Linked DNA regions of Gossypium hirsutum: region 1 is linked to region 2. The links are chromatin contacts, called in public Hi-C maps. All regions are on one chromosome and are shown on one strand. Each heading gives the region's core, a stretch centred on a gene start, on an enhancer-like site or on the middle of the called end of the contact. The rest is flanking DNA. Distances are from core to core; before and after follow the strand shown. Region 1 holds the start of LOC107960583 (putative disease resistance protein At3g14460). Region 2 has its middle 18 kb from the start of LOC107960581.

The links. Hi-C and Micro-C count contacts between places; a contact is called where the count stands out from the background.
Region 1: a contact with region 2 is called in a Hi-C map of fibers, with 2.6 times the contacts expected there. The contact joins the promoter of LOC107960583 here to the enhancer-like site in region 2. A contact is called at or near these places in 7 of 34 Hi-C or Micro-C datasets (anther, fibers, hypocotyl and 3 more).

Annotation. Positions count from the first base shown.
Region 1 is chrA05:38,532,134-38,538,163 of Gossypium_hirsutum_v2.1, forward strand. LOC107960583 (putative disease resistance protein At3g14460) reads left to right here and starts at 4,157. Exons shown (of 2, transcript XM_041111950.1): 1 at 4,157-4,947; 2 at 5,040-5,736. The coding sequence starts at 4,157. The coding sequence ends at 5,736. LOC121203394 (a long non-coding RNA gene) reads left to right here and starts at 5,944. Exons shown (of 5, transcript XR_005926638.1): 1 at 5,944-6,030. It also overlaps the pseudogene LOC121203384.
Region 2 is chrA05:38,464,026-38,470,363 of Gossypium_hirsutum_v2.1, forward strand. No RefSeq gene overlaps it. Among protein-coding and RNA genes, the nearest start is that of LOC107960581, 18 kb to the right of the region's middle. Within about 2 kb of position 4,571, at least 3 of the 9 cell types and tissues checked have an H3K27ac peak or open chromatin away from gene starts, as enhancers often do. A contact at or near this core is called in fibers, where this site is marked.

The DNA.
Region 1 (6,030 bases), core at 2,907-5,406, 68 kb after region 2:
TGAAAGAAAACTATAAAGGAGAAAAGGCATTTCAAAGAAGGCCTGCAACTTCTTTGGTTGACGAGTCTGATGTTTATGGCAGAGATGATGAAAAAGAAGAAATAATGAAGTTGTTGGATCCTCAAAATCTGTCTGAAAATCAGATAGCTGTGGTTCCCATTGTGGGTATGGGCTGGCTTGGCAAAACCACCCTTGTCCAATTGATCTACAACGACCCCAGAGTGGATAAATGGTTTGACCGCAAAGCATGGGTGTGTGTTTCAGAGGAATTTGATGCTTTCAATGTAACCAAAACCATTCTTGAAGAGATGAAATGTAGCTGTGATGGAAACCAGAACTTAAATCAGCTTCAACTTAAACTCAAAGAGCAGCTGTCGGGAAAGAAATATCTAATCATTTTGGATGATGTTTGGAACAAGAATTATTTTCATTGGAAAGAGCTTGCAAGTCCCTTCACTTCTGGGGCCAAGAATAGCAAGATTATTGTAACAACACGTGATGAAAACGTTGCAGCAATCATGAGGAACGTGATAAGAACTCAAAGAGAATACAATAGAGAAACGTAGAAGAGGGAAGAATTAAGAAGAGAAAATGAGAGAGAGAGAGTGAGAGATATCAAAGAAACTGCTCAATATTTTTCATAACCGTTTCCCACACACAATTTATGCTTTAAAAGAAGATAGCAGCTAAAGAGGACGTGGCACCAGCAGTTGTGCAAAATGCCCCGTTTCAATAAAACTATACGCACCGTTTCACTAAACAATCCAAACAGAAATTAACGTCGTTTTCCTAATCATTATTTTACCCCATAACAAATACCGCCACCAAGAGGAAATCCTTGTCCTCAAGGATGGAATTGAGGAAACTTTGTCTGTAGCATGGACAGAGACTCCCATGTAGCGTCTTCTGGAAAAGAGTCGACCCATTCCACTAAGACCTCTGTCACTGCTTGATTACCCTTTTTTACAATCCTTCTGTCCACAATCCGCACAGGTTCCTTTTGCATGGCGCCATGATGATCATGTAAAGGTAGCTGAGTTTGAGCTGGCTTAGAACCGATATGTTTCTTCAATTGCGACACATGGAAGGTAGGGTGTATGCGAGAACCCGGAGGTAACTGTAGAGTGTAAGCTACAGCTCCTACTTTCTTGAGCACCGAAAAAGGTCCAAAATACTTGGGGGATAATTTCTGATTAAGCACCTTGCGCACTGTTTGCTGTCTGTAAGGTTGTAGGCGTAAGTACACGAGATCACCAACACTGAAACTCCTTTCTGAGCGAAGTCTGTCAGCAAAATGCTTCATACGAGCACAAGCCCTCTTCAAATGGAAATGCAACAACTTCCTGGCAGCCTCATTTGCCTGCAGACTGCGGTCTACTACAGCTACGAATGAGACCCCAGCTAAGTAAGGCATATGGGTGGGGGGTGGTTGGCCGTAAAGTGCTTCATATGGAGTAAGTTGGATAGAAGAATGAAAAGAAGAATTGTACCACCATTCAGCAAGAGGAAGCCACTGAGACCACTGCGAGGGTGTTTCACCAGTCATACATCATAAGTAATTTTCGAGGCACCTATTCAAGACCTCCGTCTGACCATCTGTTTGAGGGTGGTAGGCCGTGGACAATAAGAGTTTGGTTCCCACCTGTCGAAATAACTCCTGCCAGAAGGTGCTAACAAAAATTTTGTCCCTATCGGAGATGATGGCGTCGGGCATACCATGAAGCTTATAGACATTGTTGAGGAATTCTTGAGCCACTTCCTTTGCTGTATAGGGATGTGATAGAGCCACAAAATGTCCATATTTAGTCAGATGATCTACCACCACTAATATAGAATTTTTCCTGTTCGAATTCGGTAAGCCCTCAATAAAGTCTAAACTAATGACAGACCATGCTCGGTCGGGAACTGGTAACGGCTGTAAAAGTCCCGGATAAGCTACTGTTTCACCCTTGCAGCGCTGACAAACTAGGCATTCTCGAATCCATTGTTTAACATTAGTGGTAAGACCTTTCCAATATAACAACCCAGTTAAATGCTTCCTAGTGGCATGTATTCCTGAGTGTCCGCCTACAGCACTCGCATGGAAGTGCTTAAACAATTCATGTCGAAGCTGACAGTCCTTTCCAACAATAATTTTCCCTCGCCTGCGCAAAAAGCGGCCATCCCATGAAAATTTTTGGTGGAGTGCCTGAATGTTGAACCTCTTGCATTATTCTTTTAAGCTTATCATCAGCCTCATATGAACGTTGCACTTGAACTAACAAGTCCGAGATAACAGAACTCGTTGACAACTGAAAGAGTTGGCCCTGGTCTCGTTGAGGTTGTCTAGATAGTGCATCAGCGGCTCCATTATTAATTCCCATCCTGTATGAAACCTCAAAGTCGTAGCCCAGCATCTTAGCCACCCAACGTTGCTGAAAATGAGTGACAGCCACTTGATTCGACAGAAATCGTAGACTCTGATGATCCGTACGTATCTTGAAATGCCGTCCTACCAAGTAAGCATGCCATTTTCTCACGGCTAACAAAACAGCCAACATTTCTTTCTCATAAATTGATAAAGCCTGGTGCCGAATTCCTAAGGCTTTACTGAAATATACCACTGGTCTCCCTTGCTGTTGCAACACAGCTCCAACCCCCGTCGCACAAGCATCAGAATCAACAGTAAATTCGAGCTGGAAATTTGGAAGCACTAAAACCCTTGATAAGAACTCAAAGATAATACAATAGAGAAACGTAGAAGATGGAAGAATTAAGAAGAGAAGATGAGAGAGAGAGAGAGATCAAAGAAACTGCTCAATATTTTTCATGACCGTTTCCCACACAATCTATGCTTTAAAAGAATATAGTAGCTAAAGAGGACGTGGCACCAGCAGTTGTGCAAAACGCCCCGTTTCAATAAAACTATACGCACCGTTTCACTAAACAATCCAAACAGAAATTAACGTCGTTTTCCTAATCATTATTTTACCCCATAACAGAACGTTCCAACTTATCGTTTAGATGTGTTATCAGATGATGATTGTTGGAAGTTATTTGCAAAGCATGCATTTGATGGTTCAAGCCCCACCAAGCATCCAGATCTGATGGCAATCGGGGAAGCAATTGTTAAAGATGTGGCGGTCTCCCTTTGGCTGCAAAAGCTCTTGGAGGCCTTCTGCGTTGCAAACCAGATGCTAATGAGTGGAAGAAAATTTTACATAGCAATTTTTGGGACATTCCAAATGATGCAACTAATATTCTTCCAGTGTTAACATTGAGTTACCATTATCTTCCTTCGCATTTGAAGCGATGTTTTGCTTATTGTTCAATTTTCCCTAAAGATTACGAATTTGAAAAGGAAGAACTTATTCAATTATGGATGGCTGAAGGTCTTTTAGAGCTTCCCAAAGACAATGGAGATCTGGAAGAACGGGGTACCAAGTACTTCAAAGATTAAAGATTGAGGTCATTCTTTCAACAATCTAAAGGAAAGAAATCTTGTTTTGTCATGCATGATCTAATTAGTGACTTGGCTAAATCTGTAACCGGAGAGTTCATTTGCAGATTGGAAGGTAGTGGCGGTGGTTCTTGTGTAATAACCGAAAGGACCCGTCATTTGTCTAATGTCCAAGAAGAATATGATGTGCGACAAAAATTTCAGAGTTTAGCTAAAGCAAAGGGTCTGCGTACTTTCTTAAATACAAAGCCAGTCTGGTACTGCTCATTTGTCAGTGATGTGCTAATGCATGATTTGATGGTGAAATCAAGCTTACGAGTGCTTTCATTGGCTGAGTATAGAAATATCAAGAATTTTCCAGAAGATATTGGTAATCTAAAGCATCTACGAAATTTGAATCTCTCAAGAACTAAAATTAAAAAGTTGCCAAACTCTTTGTGTACATTGTATAATTTGCAAGCATTAAAATTGCGTGGATGCAGAGACCTTGATGAGCTGCCGAGAGACATGGAGAGATTGATCAACATGCTATATCTTGATATCAAGGGAACAAAGTTAGCAAGGATGCCAGAAGAAATGGGTAGGTTGAAAGATCTTCAAATAGTAACAGATTTTGTTTTAGGCTGTCAAACTTGATCAAGAATTAATGAGTTGGGAAAACTCAAGCATTTACGTGGAAGACTTTCCATTTCAGGACTAAAAAATGTTGCAAGTGCCATGAATGCCAAAGATGCCAATTTGAAGGATAAGGTGGACCTTAAAAAGTTGAAGTTGAGATGGGGTAAAGATGATGATATTGATGGTGATTCAAGGCATGATAGAGAAGTACTTGAACAACTAGAGCCTCATACAAATTTGGAGCATCTTGTTATTCAAAGTTATAAAGGTACGAGATTTCCGGAATGGGTGGGGCATTCTTCCTTCTCAAATATAGTATCTTTGGGGTTACATGATTGTGAATTTTGCATATCCTTACCGCCGTTTGGCCAATTATCATCTTTGAATTCTCTCTCCATTTCCGGTTTGAGTGGAGTGTTAATAGTTGGTGATGAGTTCTACGGGAATGGACAAGCTTCAACTAAACCATTTCAATCTCTTGAAATGCTAAGCTTTAAGAATATGGCCGAGTGGGAGGAATGGTATTGTTGGAGTGATGATGCTTTCCCTCTTCTACAAGAGCTATCCATTAGAGATTGTCCAAAACTAACTAAGTCTCTTCCCAAACACCTCCCTTGTTTGAAGAAACTGGAGATTGAAGATTGTGAGAAGCTTGGAGGCTTTCTTCCAACGGCACCAAGCATTTTGGAACTTGAGTTACAGAAATGCAAAGCATTGCAGTTGGAGCCATTGGCTTGTGGGCTTCGGGAGTTGGACATCGATTACTCGGATATGGATAATTCCGTATTGGAACAAATGTTGCAACGATGCACACTTCTTGAAAAGTTATGTTTGTCGGGTTGTTCAGAAATTAGATCCCTTCCTGAAGTTAGGGTGCCCATCACACTGAAGTGATTTAGCATCTTTTCATGTGAAAACTTGGAATCTTTCCCATTAGGATCGTTGCCTATGGTAAAGCATGTTAATATTTGGGGATGTGAAGACTTGAAGTTATCAGTGCAGCTTCAGAGGGCTCTCACCACCAGCATCTCCATTATTTGGATATACGGTTTTGCCAAAATTTGATATCTTTTCAAATTGAAGATGGATTATCTGTCACCAGTTTGACCCGACTTTGGCTTTTTAGTTGCGGAAGTTTAAAGTCATTGCCAGAGCAAATGCAGTCCGTCTTTCCATCCCTGGAGGTTTTGGAAATAGATGATTGTCCAGAAATAGAGAGGGTTCCAAAAGAGGGTTTGCCCTCCAAATTAAAAGAAATTAGAATCTCATGGAGTGATAAACTAATTGAGAACTTGATTAGGAAAAGGGAATGGAGTTTGCATACACTCCCTTCTCTTACATCTTTAAATATTTGGGATTCAGAAGTAGAAATGGAGTGTTTTCCAGATGAACATCTGCTTCCCTCTTCTCTTACATCTCTCGATATCTCTAGTCTTCGAAATCTAAAGAGTTTAGGGTATAAGGGGTTTCAACACCTCACCTCTCTTTGCAATTTGTCAATCTACAATTGTCCCAAGCTCCAATCCATGCCGCCAAACATGCTCCCTCCCTCTCTTTCTCGTTTGTGCATTAAAAATTGTCCTTCGCTGAAGGAACATTGTGAAAAGGATAAAGGTAAAGATTGGGCCAACATTTCCCACATCCCTGTCATTGTAATTGATGAACAAGTCATCATATAGAAGGGGCAGTGACTGAGAAAATAAATGTTCTGGCGCAGGTATTTCCATTCATTTTTTACTTTCATGACAAATGTATTTTTATTTTTATTTTAAAAAGAATTAGATCTGCAAAATATGTTGAACTTAAGGAAACATGTTTTGATAGTCATCCAAATGAAGGCTTTTTGTTTGGACATTAATTGGATCATCTTAGAATCCAAAAGGTAATGAAGGTTATTATTATTATGCTTTTAAGGGAAGTTGGGATCATAAATGTGGGTGATTGGATAATTTCCAATCGCAGCTTTGCGTGAA
Region 2 (6,338 bases), core at 3,321-5,820:
TTAACAAAGTAAGTTTTTTTCTCCTGATTTTATTTTTTTCCCAACTACAAATTGAATTTATCACTTGTATTTATATGAAATTTTTATTTATTTTTGTAGAATATGGATAGAATTGTTCCATTTAATATTTGCAGGAATTGTAGCTTATACCGTTTATAATTTTATATTTTTATGATTTAATTATTTGTAGTTTTGCTTAGAGCAATATTTGGAATCAACTTTACCGTTTATAATTTTATATTTTTATGATTTAATTATTTGTAGTTTTGCTTAGAGCAATATTTGGAATCAACTTTTTTTTATATTTCTATAGGTTAGCTTTTAGCTAAAATCAAATGTGGTTTCAAGTCTTTTTTTTCATTTATTCTAAAATAAGTTTTATATATTCATAATTTTATATATGTATTATTATATTTAGAAAATATATGCAAGATAAAATTTAAAATAATTTTACTTTAAATTAAAATTATAAATTTAAAAAATAATTTAAGAATTAATGATTAAATTTTATTATTAAATATTTAATTCAAATATTTTTAAAAATAAAGTTTATTATAAAAATTAAATACATGAATATTACATTTTATTTAATAAGGGTAAATTTGTAAATTACCATTACATTTCTAGGAAAGTATTTAGTGAAACAAAAGTAACAATGTAACTTTCTTAAGATTTTAATCAATATTTTTCAATGTATATCAAAAATTGTAAAGTAATTTTCCTAGTGATCATATTCCCAGCAATCACAGTCTATTGAAATCATAATATAGGAAAACACCAAATGCTACCTACGTTTGAATTGAATAAAAACAAGAGAAAGGAAAGAAAAGTAAGGGAGTTAAATATCCGTCACTTTCCTTTTCTTTTTTTTTGGTGATAAAAACTACATTAATTTAATCCAATCTAGAAGAATGTCCTCGATTAAATGAAATCTCTCATTTTTGTCAAAAGCCAACTTAGCAATACGATTTGCTTCAGCATTTTCTTCATGAGGAATATGTTCAAACTTCCAATGACCAATATTTATCAAAAGTTGTTAAATGCGCCTGATAAGCGCGAAAGAAAAATTTTCTGAAAAGGAGTCATCAATAGTCTTAAGCGCTTCTTGGCTATCTAATATGATCACCACTCCATCATAGTTTTAACTCTGTATAATCATCATTCCGTCAAAAACACCCCATAATTTAGCGTTGAAGACTGAATAGTGCCCCCAAGCTCCTGTTAAACCCAAGTCAACCCCCATGTTGATCTCTTAGTACACCTCCAGAAGCGGCCATTTCAGAATTCAACTTCACAACACCATCAGAATTAAGATAAATCCAATAACCTTCTTCATTAGCAAACATTTTAGTATTTTGTCTCAAGGGATGAGAAGCCTTGAGGGAAGAGTTCCATTGTAAGGTCCATTGTACGATTCTTTAATAATATCATCAACACTCCATTGATCTGCTTGAAAAATGAATAGATTCTTGTTCTTCCAAATACGCCACAGAACTATGCCAAAGAAACACCGCCATTCCACTCCCTTTAAAGAGAAGTTGTAACAATTTCCCAAATTGGATTCCCTCTAATCTTGAAGCTTACCTGGGAAGAAGCTGTCTTGTTTTTCCACTGGTATGAGCTTAGACCATATTTCTTTTGCAGTGAAACAATCCCTACCTCAATTTCGAGAAAAGCTGGGGAAAGAAAAGTGATTTTTCCTTTAAGATGCAAAATATCATTTTTATCCTATTAACTCTAAATAAATTATTTTATATGAAGGATATAATTAAGAAAAATTATTATAAATGATCATTTCCTTAACTTTCCATAAAAAATCATTCACTTTCCTTTGCTTTATGAATTTTAACTATCCAAAACATATATCATTTTATTTCTTTAACTATCCCTTCTTTTCCTTTCCTTGCCTTTCTTTTCCTTTCCTTGCCTTTCCTTTATAATTATTTACCCTAATATATGGTTACTTGGGGAAATTTTGAAAAACACAAGTAAAAAAAGAAAGTAAATTAAAAAAAAAACACATCCAACTATGCTTTTAATTCTATTTTGGTCACTAAATTTTATTTTTTTTTCTATTTAGCCACTCAACTTTTCAAAATCAAAAATTTTAACCACTCTCTCATTTGTTGCCATTAGGCATTTTTTATTAGCCTAATAACAAATTTAGCCCTCAAATATTTTATACATTCTATCAATTTGATCCTTAATTTAAAAGTTCTACAAATTAAGACCTTAATGTTTACAAAAATTATCATTTTTAGCTCTAAATCTAAAAAGTTCAACAAATTTAGCCCTCAACATTTTTAAAATTTGTCAATTTAATTCTAAATCAAAAGTTTTAAAAAAATAAAAATATTTAAAATAATTCATATGAGAGAGAAACTCATAAAATCCTCTTCATGTTGAAAACTTCAAGGACCCAAATTGAATTCTGGGTTTTCGATACCACCAGTAAGTCGTTGCAAAAGACAAATCCAGTTATTCTCCATGTAGAAGTTAGTCATCATCATCAACAAAGACTTATAATAATAAGAAAGAATAAAGGGTAGCGCTGATTTTAAATGTGTTAGAATTGTGAGATGAAGAGATGGATGAATATATGAGAGGGAATACTATTGTTTATGTATCGATTCAACTTTTTTTTTACAGTTTTCACTTCAGGAAATAAATCATATATGATTTTTTACTCTGTTTTTTTTTTGAAATTTTTAGAATTAGAACTAAATTAATAAATTTTATAAACAATGAGATTAAATTTATTTAGTTTTTAAGATTTAGGGTTAAATTGATAAAATGTGTAAATATTAAAGTACTAAATAAAAATTACCCACATCAGCTTTTTATTTAACCACAAATAACTGGAAGATGGCTAAAATATTTGATTTCGGAAAATGGAGTAATTAAATTGAAAAAATTAATAATTGAGTAATCAAAATAGAACTAAAGACATAGTTGAGTGATTATTTTTGTAATTTACCTAAAAATTAAGAGATGTAAATTTTTTTTCAAATTTTTAATGATTTATCTCATGAAAAAGTTATAATTATAAAAAATTTTATAATAAATCTTTTCAAAAAGGTTATTATTTTTTATTATTAATTTTAACAATCCAAATAAAATATTTTCTAATCTTTCCCTTGCTTTAACCTTTCAATCTTTTAGTTTACCCTATATTTGATAAATATTATTAAGAGAAAAGAACCTTATAAAAAAAGAAAGGATATATTTATTTTTTTATTTGGATAATTAAAATTAATAAAGGGAAGGAATTTTAATATTTTTTATTTGAATAAATTATGGAAAGAAAAAATATTTATTTTGTGTAAAAATTTTAATTTATCCTTTTCATAAATAATAGATAATAATAAAATTAAATTAAAAATTATTAAAATACTAATATCATTAAAGTGTTAACATTTTTCTTATTTAAAACAAGTTGATTTCATCAAATTAAAATAATCAAAGCATTTTATTTCAATATATAAAAAACATATTTTATGGATGAAATTAATCTGGACTGCACAATCCATGTGATCATATATATATATATTTTTATGGTTTGGGCCTTGAGGGATTGGTGTTGCTGATAGTTGATTCAATTGTCTTGGATAAAGGGCCCTGATCCATAAAATTTAAAAGGATAAATATCAAAATTAGGTATAAACTTTGATTTAATGTGTGATTTGATACATGAATTTTAATTTGGTGTATTTATACATATAAAACTTTTATTATAGTTCAAATATATATATAAAACTTTAATTTTGATTCAATCAAGTACATTTAAAGAAATAAATATATCAATTTATTATTATAATGATTTCTGGGTGCATTATACAAATATAAAATGATGCAATATCAACAATAGTGTTAATAATTTGTAAAGATTGGATCAAATAACAATGTAATGCCCCAAAACTATAATTTCTGATTTGTTAAATTTTATAATAAACTAGTATTTGTTTTAATGGTTAAGTGCATTGATTGCGTGTTTGAGGTCTTAGGTTTAAGTTACACTTTTTGGGAAAATTCAATTATTTTTGTTCTTAGACCTATTTCTGTTCGTTGGGTTTAAATATTATTTTCGGTCAATTTGTGTTAGGATGAGCCCGTTGGTTCAATGATAAGGTGTTAGCTTAATCTTTAATCCTGTGTTTAAGTCTCTATGTGAGAAAAATTGACATTATTTTTATTAGTCCTTGAAGGTCGAATTGAATTAAAATTCTTGAAAAAGATGATAAGTTATCAAGGGATTAATTGGTTTAAGGTTTTGTTTTACTTTAAATTAATAATAGTATAATTATATTAAAGATATTTTTTTATTTCAAAAATCTGCTCCTATTTCTCACGTTTTTCCCCACGTATCCCCATTTTGTTTTTCTTCAGGTTCTGTTTCTATTTTTTCTTTCCCTTTTGTTTGTTCTTTCGTTTCTTGCTATCTTCTTCAATTTTTCTTGATTCTTGTTTCATTGCTCCCAACTGCGTTCTAGCGTTTTGGTGTGGGTCATCTTCTACTCTCTTTTACGATTTTATTTTTCCGGGTATTCGTGAGTAAGTGTTTTTCTGTAGATTTTTGTAAGGGCTTTTGATTAATGGCTTAATTATTCTTTTGGAGCATGAGCTAACCTCGTGAATCTTTCGTTCTTAGTCGTTAATTAAGAAGGCCAGAATTTTCCTTCTACAATTTACTGGTGCTAGGACTGCCGTGTCTGTTCGGGTAAGTGGCTGAGCATTAGAAGGCTTAACTTCGGTTTGTTAAGGTGTACTACCACCGGTTGTGATTGGAAGAATTATTGGATATTGGTGATTCAATGCTAAAATAGATCATTTGTATGATTTTTTTATGTACTGAAAATTTCGTAGTTGATTCCTTATCAAAATTGGATCAGGTGTGTAACAAAAACTTGAAAAAACAGTGAATCACAAAAGTCAAAATTTTGAATTGTCGACTCCACGTAGCTGTGTGTTGGATCGTGTGTCTTACATAGTCTGAGCCAATTGGGCCATGTGAGCCCAAAATTTAAAATTTTTTCTTAAGATTGTAAACGTCGTTCGGATCGAATGTAAGCCTTCTGTAGGGTTCATATGTTATAAATTAAGCTATAAAACATGATTTCTGTTAATATGTTAGCATAAAACTTAATATAAATAGGTGTAAAGGAAGTGTAATTAATATGTTGTGTGATACAATATGTATGATTTGTTAAACAATTTGTCTGATCTATTATTCATCAAGCATGATTTGCATCTGTTATATGAACATGTATGATATATAAATTTTGACATATGTTATTTTTGTATGTGCATTGGGGTTAGGGGTGAGCAAAATCCAATTCGATTAAAAAATCTGATAAAAAAGTTCAAATTTTGAATTAAATAGTTCGAGTTATTTGAGTTAATTGAGTTATTCGGATCAACTCAAATAAAAAAAATCAAGTTTTTCGGTTTAACTCGAATATGAATTACACAATTCGTATTATCCAAAAATCCGGATAAAAAAAAGGCAAAATCACATCGTTTTGATAAATGTTTACCTATTAAATTAAAAGGAAAAATTATTATATTGTTTATGTAGTTAAATAATTTTGTATTTAATCTACTAGTTAAATAATTGGTCCATGTAAATGCAACATTGAGTATAAATAATAGGATTCGTTAACTCAACTTGACTTGACTCAAAATTTTTTGACTCGATTTGATTCAATTTGAAAAAATTCAAATTAAATTCGGTTGCTAAAATAGGATTCTTCAACTCAACTAACTTGAAATTTTTTGACTTGATTCGATTCGACTCGATCGAATACTGACCTCTAATTGGAGTGTGATATGTGTTATGGAGGAAGTGTGGGCAGTATAATTACTTGCCAATTTTGGTGGCTTAACCATGTGTATATCTGTATTTGGCGATAATTCGTCTATTGATCTGGCAACTAAGCTTCAAATATTTTGAAAAGTGACATGCTGACACTAAGTGGTGTGTAGGGCTGGATGTGTATTTAATACCTTATATGGTGTGTAGGGATGGTTGGAGATGGTGTGTAGAAGATGGGGGTAGGAATATAAATCTTCATCTGATATGTTCTGACATTGTTTTTGTATTTGAGATATGTCTGAAATTATTTCTGTTGATTTTATGATATTTTACACACTAAATTTCGAAACTCATTCTCTGTTTGTCTCTTACTTTCAGGTAATCGCCAGACTTAAAACGGGTCAGTGTGACGGGAGCTCAGTTTTACGATTTAATTTAGTATTAATTAAAAAAGTTGATTTATTCCGTTTTGATAATTTTTGGACTATTTTAGAGGTTGAATTTTATTTTTATCTTTTGTTTTAAA